Regions from separate parts of the Sus scrofa genome. Here region 2 is linked to region 1. A link is a contact called in public Hi-C data. All regions are on one chromosome and are shown on one strand. The core of a region is the stretch at or near the end of the contact, and the rest is flanking DNA. Distances in the headings are between cores, read along the strand shown.

Region 1 (3,911 bases), core at 1,059-3,558:
GACCTTACTATAATCTTTAAAACACATCATAGTTCCTCAGCTCCCCTTCCCCATTTGATGAGATCACCTCTACGCATAGATGTTTTCTTCTGCACCAGTGACTCAAGCCTGCACAAGGAACCAAGCAGCTTATTTACCAAACTGATTAACAAGGGGAAAAAAGCAACTGTAGAACTCTTTCCATTGTTTGCACAGGCTTTGCATAATTACTGCTATTAACTGAGATTTGCTTTATTAGAAGGTTTCAACAAGGTCTGCCCCCTCGGTATGGCACTGCAAGAGCCTTCTAATTATTTTACCTCGAGTGTTCAGACTTGGAAATTTTTACCAAGCAGGAAAAATAAAATAGTTCTTGAATTTTGAGGACAGACCAAAGCTACCTATTTTTTTCCCCAAAAGCTACATGAAAAATGACAAAATGCTATTAATTTTATTTCTTTTAAAAACAAATTATAATAAAAAAAATTAGCAAGGACATGGAGTTCCTGTCCTGGTGCAGTGGAAACGAATCCAACTAGGAACTATGAGGTTGCGGTTCGATTCCTGGCCTGGCACAGTGGGTTAAGGATCCAGCGTTGCCGTGAGCGTGCTGTAGGTCAAGACGTGGCTCAGATCTGATGTTGCTATGGCTGTGGTGTAGGGCAGAAGCTGTAGCTCTGATTAGATCCCTAGCTTGGGAACCTCCATATGCTGCGGGTGCAGCCCCAAAAAGCAAAAAGCAGCAGAAAAAAAAAATTAGTAAGGACAAAATCCCAGAATAAACAGTGCTTTCAACTGAATATATTTAGTTTCATTAAAGTTACTATACCCACTGTAGCACAGTGGGTTAAGAATCCAACTCTGGGAATTTCTGTCGTGGCTCAGCAGAGCTGTGTTGTAGGCCAGCAGCTACAGCTCCTATTCGACCCCTAGCCTGGGAACCTCCATATGCCACAAGTGTGGCCCTAAAAAGCCCCCCCAACCCCCAAAAAGGAGTTCCCATCATGAGCATCATTACTGAGCAGGTAACGATCCCTGGCCCTGCTCAGTGGGTTAAGGGTCCTGTGTTACCATGAGCTGTGGCTGTGGTATAGGCCGCCAGCAGTTGTAAACAGCTCCAATTAGACCCCTAGCCTGGGAATTTCCACATGCCACAGGTAGGGCTATAAAAAAACAAAACAGTAGCAGCTCTGGTTGCTGCAGAGGCTCAGGTTCCACCCCCAGCCCTGCACAGAAGGTGAGACTCCGGTGTTGCCTCAGCTGCAGTGTGGGTCACAGCTGCTGCTCGATTCAATCCCTGGCCTGGAAACATCCATAGGCTGAAAGTGAAGCCAAAAAAAAAAAAAAAAAAAAGTTACAGCACTGTCCTTATTTTTCTCGTTTTACTATAGATCCAGGAGGATGTCAATGGACCAGCACTAGTTAGCAACTGAGACTCAGCCCTTCACAATGAAGCAAAACACGCAAGAGGCTACATCTGGCTTCCCAAAGCTTATACACACGCCTGACGTCACTTTAAAAATCACAGGGCAATGCAGCAACCAAAAAAAAAAAAAAAAGAAAGAAAGAAAAAAAGGAAACAAAGAAAGAAACTTATGGGATAACAGTACACGAAATAAATATAAATCTTGAAAACTCAGCCTTTTTTTTTTTAATCACCCACCTATGTAAAGGAAGAAAATCACAGAAAAAAATTATTTTTAATTTGTCGGGACTGCACAATTGATTGAATTTTTTCTCTCACTTGCTGTTTCCACCCTCATCACACCTCTAAAGAAAAACCAGGGGAGAGGAGGGAGTGGGATGGATGGGGAGTTTGAGGTTGGTAGGTGCAAACTATTACATCTAGAACGGATAAGCAATGAGGTCTTACTACTGTACAGCTCAGGGAACTATATCCAGTCTCTTGGGATTGAACATGATGGAAGATAGTATGAGAAAAAGAACATATATATATGTATGACTGGGTCACTACGCTGTACAGCAGAAATTGGCATAACATTATAAATCAACTATACTTTAATAAAAAAAAAATTTTTTTTAAAGCTAAAAAATAAAAATTTGATATTTCCCTTGCATTAGATATTCCTGTGGGTCATATAATAAAATAAAGATTAAACATATATTTAAAGATAGAAAAACTGGAAACTAAGCAGGTTTTAGCCAATGTTAGTTAGCATTTTCTGTGATTTTTCACATGGCTGTTAGTGTCGCTGCGTCCAGCAGGGGGCAGTAGCGAACAACACAAGCGTGGCGTGGGAAGAGGTACTTACAGTCCTCGGCGGCGGCGCACAGGTTCTGAAACGGAAAAAGAAAACGGAAGTCAGCAGATTCATTCAGACATGGCAAATGCAAACCAGAAATAAAGCAGTTGAGAACGTAAGAACTGGGGCGGCGTGCTAAGACGTACATTAAGCAGAGGCCTGCTGGCCAAGGATAGGGTGTGGGGCCACTGGAGAGGGGAATTCGGTGTAAGCGCAGGTCAATTACAAACAATGGACTGACTCGGTTGTAGAGAAACAAAACAGCTGTTAGCCACCAGGTGTTTTTTCCCACAGAAACATCCGACACCAGCAGCCTCCTAGGTCAACACCCCTACCTGTCTCTACCCTGTGCACTGAGGCAGAAGGACAGTGAAATACAAGTTGAGGTTCTCTGGGTCAGAAAGAACAGCAGGACCATCACCCCAACTCCCTTCCCCAGAGGCACTTCAGGTCCAGAACGGAGGGCGTCAAGCCAGACGAGCGACAGAAGAAACCCACCGAGTTTGAGACTTTCATTGTGAAAAAATTCATCTTCTATCAATAGGTGGCAGTAATAATTTTTTAATCATATGGCAAACAGCTTTGAGAAGAATAAATGTTTGAACCAGAGGGAACTTAAAGAGGGTACAGTGGACCATGTCTCAATCTGCCATCTCTGGATCCCTGGGGGGTCCTCAAAGATAGGTATCGTGATCCATAAATTATTTCCCCATATTTTAAAAGCCGAAAATAATTCAAGACCATTCGTTCTATTGTTTAGTAAACACGCCTTTTTGGTTACTAGGCTGTTTCAAAGTATGGTCCTTTTAAAGAGGAAAAGAATCAAAAAGGATACCAGTGGGGGGAAAAAAATGTCCTCCAACCTCCCATCACACTTAGAATAAAAATGCAAAACTCTTCACCACAGCCTGGGTGGCCCCTCTGTGCTCATCACCTCTCACGCCCCTTCCTTTGCATTGCGCTCAAAGCTGGTTCTCCCTTGGAGCCTTTACTAATCGATTTCCTTCTCCAAAGATACTCTGCCCCCACACCTTGCCAGATCGTGGCCTGAAAGGCCACCTCTTTCCAGAGTCCTTTATCCCAACCCACCAATGGAAATCAGCCCCACTCACTCTCTATCACATCACTAGTGTTTCCTCCCAGCATTCACCTCAATTAGCATCCACCTCCTCCAGCTGAAAAGTACACTCCATGAGAACAGAAACCTGTTGGTGCACACAGTAGGCTCTCCATAAGTGCCCGTGAAGGAAAAAATGAGCTTCTCGTTTTGTAGAAGGGGCAATCCTTAAGGCCCAGAGAAGGGAAAAAGACTTGCCCCAGGTCCCACAGCAAGGCCAAGGCCAAGACCAAGGCTGGTCTGGTCCAGGGGCCCAGCCCAGCATTCCTTCCACTTATCCTGCCACTTTGCATGTATGAAATGGAGATGACAAGGACAACATCCATACTCATACTCATGGGTTAGGTGGACAGGAGGAGGCGCCTGTCCCCTGTCCCCGTCTCCTAGTGACCCAGACACCAGTACTCTTCCTCTCCCCGCTCCCTGAAAGCCGGGGGGAAGAGGACACAAGCCCTGTTGACTCTCCTTTCCTACTCCCCCTCAAACTCACTCAGACGTTCCCTTCCCACCACCACGCTCTACCCTCAAGCACTGTTCATCTCAGGCCAAAA
Region 2 (3,911 bases), core at 774-3,273, 140 kb after region 1:
ATCAACCTTCTTCCAGCTTGCAGAGAGCTCAGGCCATCATGACTGTGTTTATGTTGGGGGCAGTGGGAAGGGCCAAGAGCCTTCCCTTTTGTCAAGGAAATCAAAAGTTTTCTCAGAAGCCCCAGTGCAGATGGCCCCTCACGCCTTATGGGCAACATCTAGGTCACATGGATACCCCTAGTGGCAAGGGAGTCTGGAAAAGTGTGGGAAAGGTTGTGATGGGCTTAGATGTAACTGTGATCCATTGCCTAGAGCTGGCCATGCGATCACCCAGAACAAAATCAGGGTTTCTTAAGCCAGGAGGAAAGGAGACCCATTGGTAGGGTGTCTACTCCAAGAAAGTATCGTGAGGCAACCTGGCTAGATCACACAAGAAGCCCAGGGAGGGAGTTCCTGCTGTGGCACAGTGGGTTAAGGATCCAGCATTGCCACAGCTATAGCGTAGGAAGTAGCTGAGGCTTGAATTTGATCCTTGGCCTGGGAACTCCTATGTGCCACTGGTGCAGCCATTAAAGAAGAAGGTGGGGGGCAGGGGGAGGAGGAGCACAGGGAGGAAAAGTTTTGCAAAAGCAGAGGAAATGCTAGCTAGACAGAAGCAACTTATGTGCACATCAGAACTGGGAAACAGGGGGGTGAAGGCCAGGAAAAGAGGTGAATCAGGACAGTTGGAAAAGGCATGGACCGCATGGAGAGGACCAGCCAGCTGTAGGTTCCTGGAACATACAGCTCTCTTCTAAGGATGTTCTGCAGCAGAGGTTCAGCAAATACAGAGGAAGCTTGGTGAGCAAGGAGCAGGATCTCACCACACAGACGGTCTGAGTTCTTCCCACGGGGTTTGTTCATCTCTGTTCTTCAAGCTCCAGCGTGACCCTAAGCCAAAGCAACACAGGTGCAGTGCCTCTGGAGCACCAAGGAGAAGCATGCCAGAAAACCTTTGGTGGTTCCTGCCACAATTCATGGTCTGGTCCCACTGTCCCCTCCACAATTCATGGTCTGGTCCCACTGTCCCCTCCAGCTTCATCTGTGGCTGTTTCTCCTCCTCCATCCTTTGGCTCCAGCTCCTCAGAGCTCCCTAAATCCAGCCTGCACTTGCGTGACTCCAGCATGTGATTCCCAATGTCCTTCCTGCCCTAGGTGTGACCTCTCTGAACCTCTGCCGTCTTTTCTATAAGTTAGGAAGCCCCTCCCCTACTAGATGTTGTGAGAATGATGAAGACGAGATAAACCATGTTAAGTGCTCTGGTGTATAGTAAGCCCTCAATACTCACTAATTGCTTTGTTGTTGTTTGGGTTTTTTTTTTTTTTTTCTCCTTTTCTTGGAAATTCCCAGGCCAGTGTTCAGATCCAAGCCTCAGTTGCAACCTATGCTGCAGCTGCAGCTGCAGAGACAAACCAGATGCCTAAACTATTGTGCAGAGCCGGGAATCGAACATGCATCCCAGTACTCCAGGGACACCACAGATCCCATTGTGCCACATCGAGAACTCTGTGCTTGCTGTTATTATTCACCAATCTCTGTTCTGAAATCTTAGCAAATGTGATTGACATGGTCTCGTGCTTATGCATTCCCTCCTTGCTGTATTCCTGAGTGAGCATGTCAGGAGGGTGAGCCTCTTGATGTGTGCGGCTGCCTTTTGCATCTTTTTCTCTGCTTCGGCCTGGCCAGCACACAGCTTGTTCTTGAAGAGTTCACCTGAGATGAAAGACAGACAGCCGTACAGGGGACAGACGTGTCCATCCAGGACACGGTGGAAATGCAGAGCTACAGCGGGCAGAATGTCCACCTCCAGGGTTGTCCCCTCCTGCTGGCGGTGGGGCCACACCAGGAAATGGAGCCCACTCACAGTTCCACAACAGGGCTCTTAGGAAAGTCAGGCGAATTCGTCCACCAAAGATGTGTGGTTAAGGCTCGCCGCCAGGCATCTCCCCCAAAAGGCAGGAACCTGCCAATGAGAGGAGGTGAGGCCTGAGTGCCACTGCCTCCCTTCACGGCCCATCAGCAGTGACTCAGCAGGAAGCCAGCCAAGGCCTGAGTCACTCCCTCCCCTACCACCACACCCAGGGTTTTCCTCCAGGGCTTGGAAGGCTGCTTATAGCTGGAGGTGTAAATCCTCCATACCTGGGTCTCCCCAGGCCTATGAAATCATGCTTTAACCTAGCTTAGTATTTACAAGCACATGTTCTGGAGTTAGGCTGCTTAGGTAGAAGCCTGGTTCTGCCTCTTATTTAACCCGCAGCAGGTTTCTTACATTCTCTAGCCACAGTTTGACCATCTGTACATGGGCAATACAGTACCTCTCTCAGAGAAGTGACTTAGAACGGTACCCGGTGAGTTGACAGGGCTCCTCTAACACCCAGGGCCTTTGCTCATGCTACCTTTTTTTTTTTTTTTTTTTTTTGCTTTGCTTTGCTTTGCTTTTTAGGCCGCAGGAGCAGCATACGGAAGTTTCCAAGCTAGAGGTCAAATCAGAGCTACAGCTGCTAGCCTACACCACTGCCACAGCAATGCAGGATCTGAGCCGAGTCCATGACCTACACTACAGCTCACGGCAACACCAGATCTTCAACCACTGAGCGAGGATATTAGTCAGATTCATTTCCAATACGTCATAGCGGGAACTCCTGTACACGCTAATTTCTTTGCCTAGAATGTCTTCGCCCCAGATGGATGTGCAGCTCCCCCTACTTAATTCGGGTCTTTACTAAATGTTCATTTTCTCAGTGAAGCCTTTGATGGTCACCCTTTCTAACACCTCCTGTTCTGATACTTCTTTTTTTTTTTTTTCTGTCTTTTTCCCTTTTCTGGGGCCGCTCCCACGGCATATGGAGGTTCCCAGGCTAGGGGTCGAATTGGAGCTGTAGCTGCTGGCCTACACCAGAGCCACAGCAACGCGGGATCCAAGCCGAGTCTGCAACCTACACCACAGCTCATAGCAATGCCAGATCCTTAACCCACTGTGCGAGGCAGGGATTGAACCTGCAACCTCATGGTTCCTAGTCGGATTCATTAACCACTGAGCCCACAATGGGAACTCCCTGTTCTGATACTTCTTACCTTCTTCCCACTTTTTCTCCTTAGTTCTCATCACCATCTATTGCACCATGCATTTCCATCATGTATCTTCTCTATTGTCTCCCCCTCTCCAGCCAAACCAGAATTCAAGTTCCATGTTTGTCTGTTTACTTTCTTTAATTAAAAAAAAAGTTTTTTTCTTTTTTTGCATCTCCCCCCCCATGGCACATGGAGTTCCGGACCAGGGAACAGAATCAGAGCCACAGTTGCAACCTACACCACAGGTGTGGAAATGCTGTATCCTTAACCCCCTGTGCCAGCCCGGGATTGAAGCTGTATCCCAGCACTGCAGAGACAGGGCCAATCCCATTTCACCACAGCAAGAACTCCTGTCTGTTTTCTTCGCTATTGTATTCCCAAGACCCAGGAAAGTGCTGACACATAGCAGCTCTCAATAAACATGTAGAATGAATGGAAATGAATGTCAGCTTATTCACCATTATTTATCACCAATTATTATGGTCATCAATAAGATCACCTGTAAAGATCACCCCTATTATTCCCATTACAGTGAGAATCAGAGAAAAGTTCAGTTAAAAACCATAACAGATTCTGCAAATCTGCCTTTGGTTCATTTATCCTTGAATAAATAGACTCTCAAATCATGGAGACAGGCACTGTTAGGGTGGAAAACTCTGTTAGCCAGAGGGCTGGGCAGATGGCCGGTAATGTAAATACATAAACCCTGTGGGGCCAATAAGGAGGGGTGAGAACCCAGGAAGTTGGGAGGCAATCCCCAACTAAAGGCATTTAAATTCAAATTGAAAAATAATCTCTGCTAACTGAACACATCTCTAAGCTGCCTTTCCTGGTTCCGGACTCTAATTGTAAATTATCT

Evidence for each region. A called contact is a pair of places that touch in the nucleus more often than the background predicts.
Region 2: a Hi-C map of fetal liver shows a contact between it and region 1, with 2.6 times the contacts expected there. The contact joins two enhancer-like sites. A contact is called at or near these places in 2 of 5 promoter capture datasets (fetal liver and liver), 33 of 47 Hi-C or Micro-C datasets (adipose tissue, alveolar macrophages, blood and 15 more) and 2 of 2 datasets of contacts at active chromatin or transcription factors (alveolar macrophages and skeletal muscle).

The regions. Positions count from the first base shown.
Region 1 is chr2:14,602,468-14,606,378 of Sscrofa11.1, forward strand. PTPRJ (receptor-type tyrosine-protein phosphatase eta) reads right to left here. Exons shown (of 25, transcript XM_021083062.1): 2 at 2,253-2,277. Among named protein-coding and RNA genes, the nearest start is that of TRNAE-UUC, 72 kb to the right of the region's middle. Within about 2 kb of position 2,309, at least 45 of the 83 cell types and tissues checked have an H3K27ac peak or open chromatin away from gene starts, as enhancers often do. A contact at or near this core is called in alveolar macrophages and fetal liver, where this site is marked.
Region 2 is chr2:14,744,453-14,748,363 of Sscrofa11.1, forward strand. No RefSeq gene overlaps it. Among named protein-coding and RNA genes, the nearest start is that of PTPRJ, 22 kb to the left of the region's middle. Within about 2 kb of position 2,024, at least 24 of the 83 cell types and tissues checked have an H3K27ac peak or open chromatin away from gene starts, as enhancers often do. A contact at or near this core is called in alveolar macrophages and fetal liver, where this site is marked.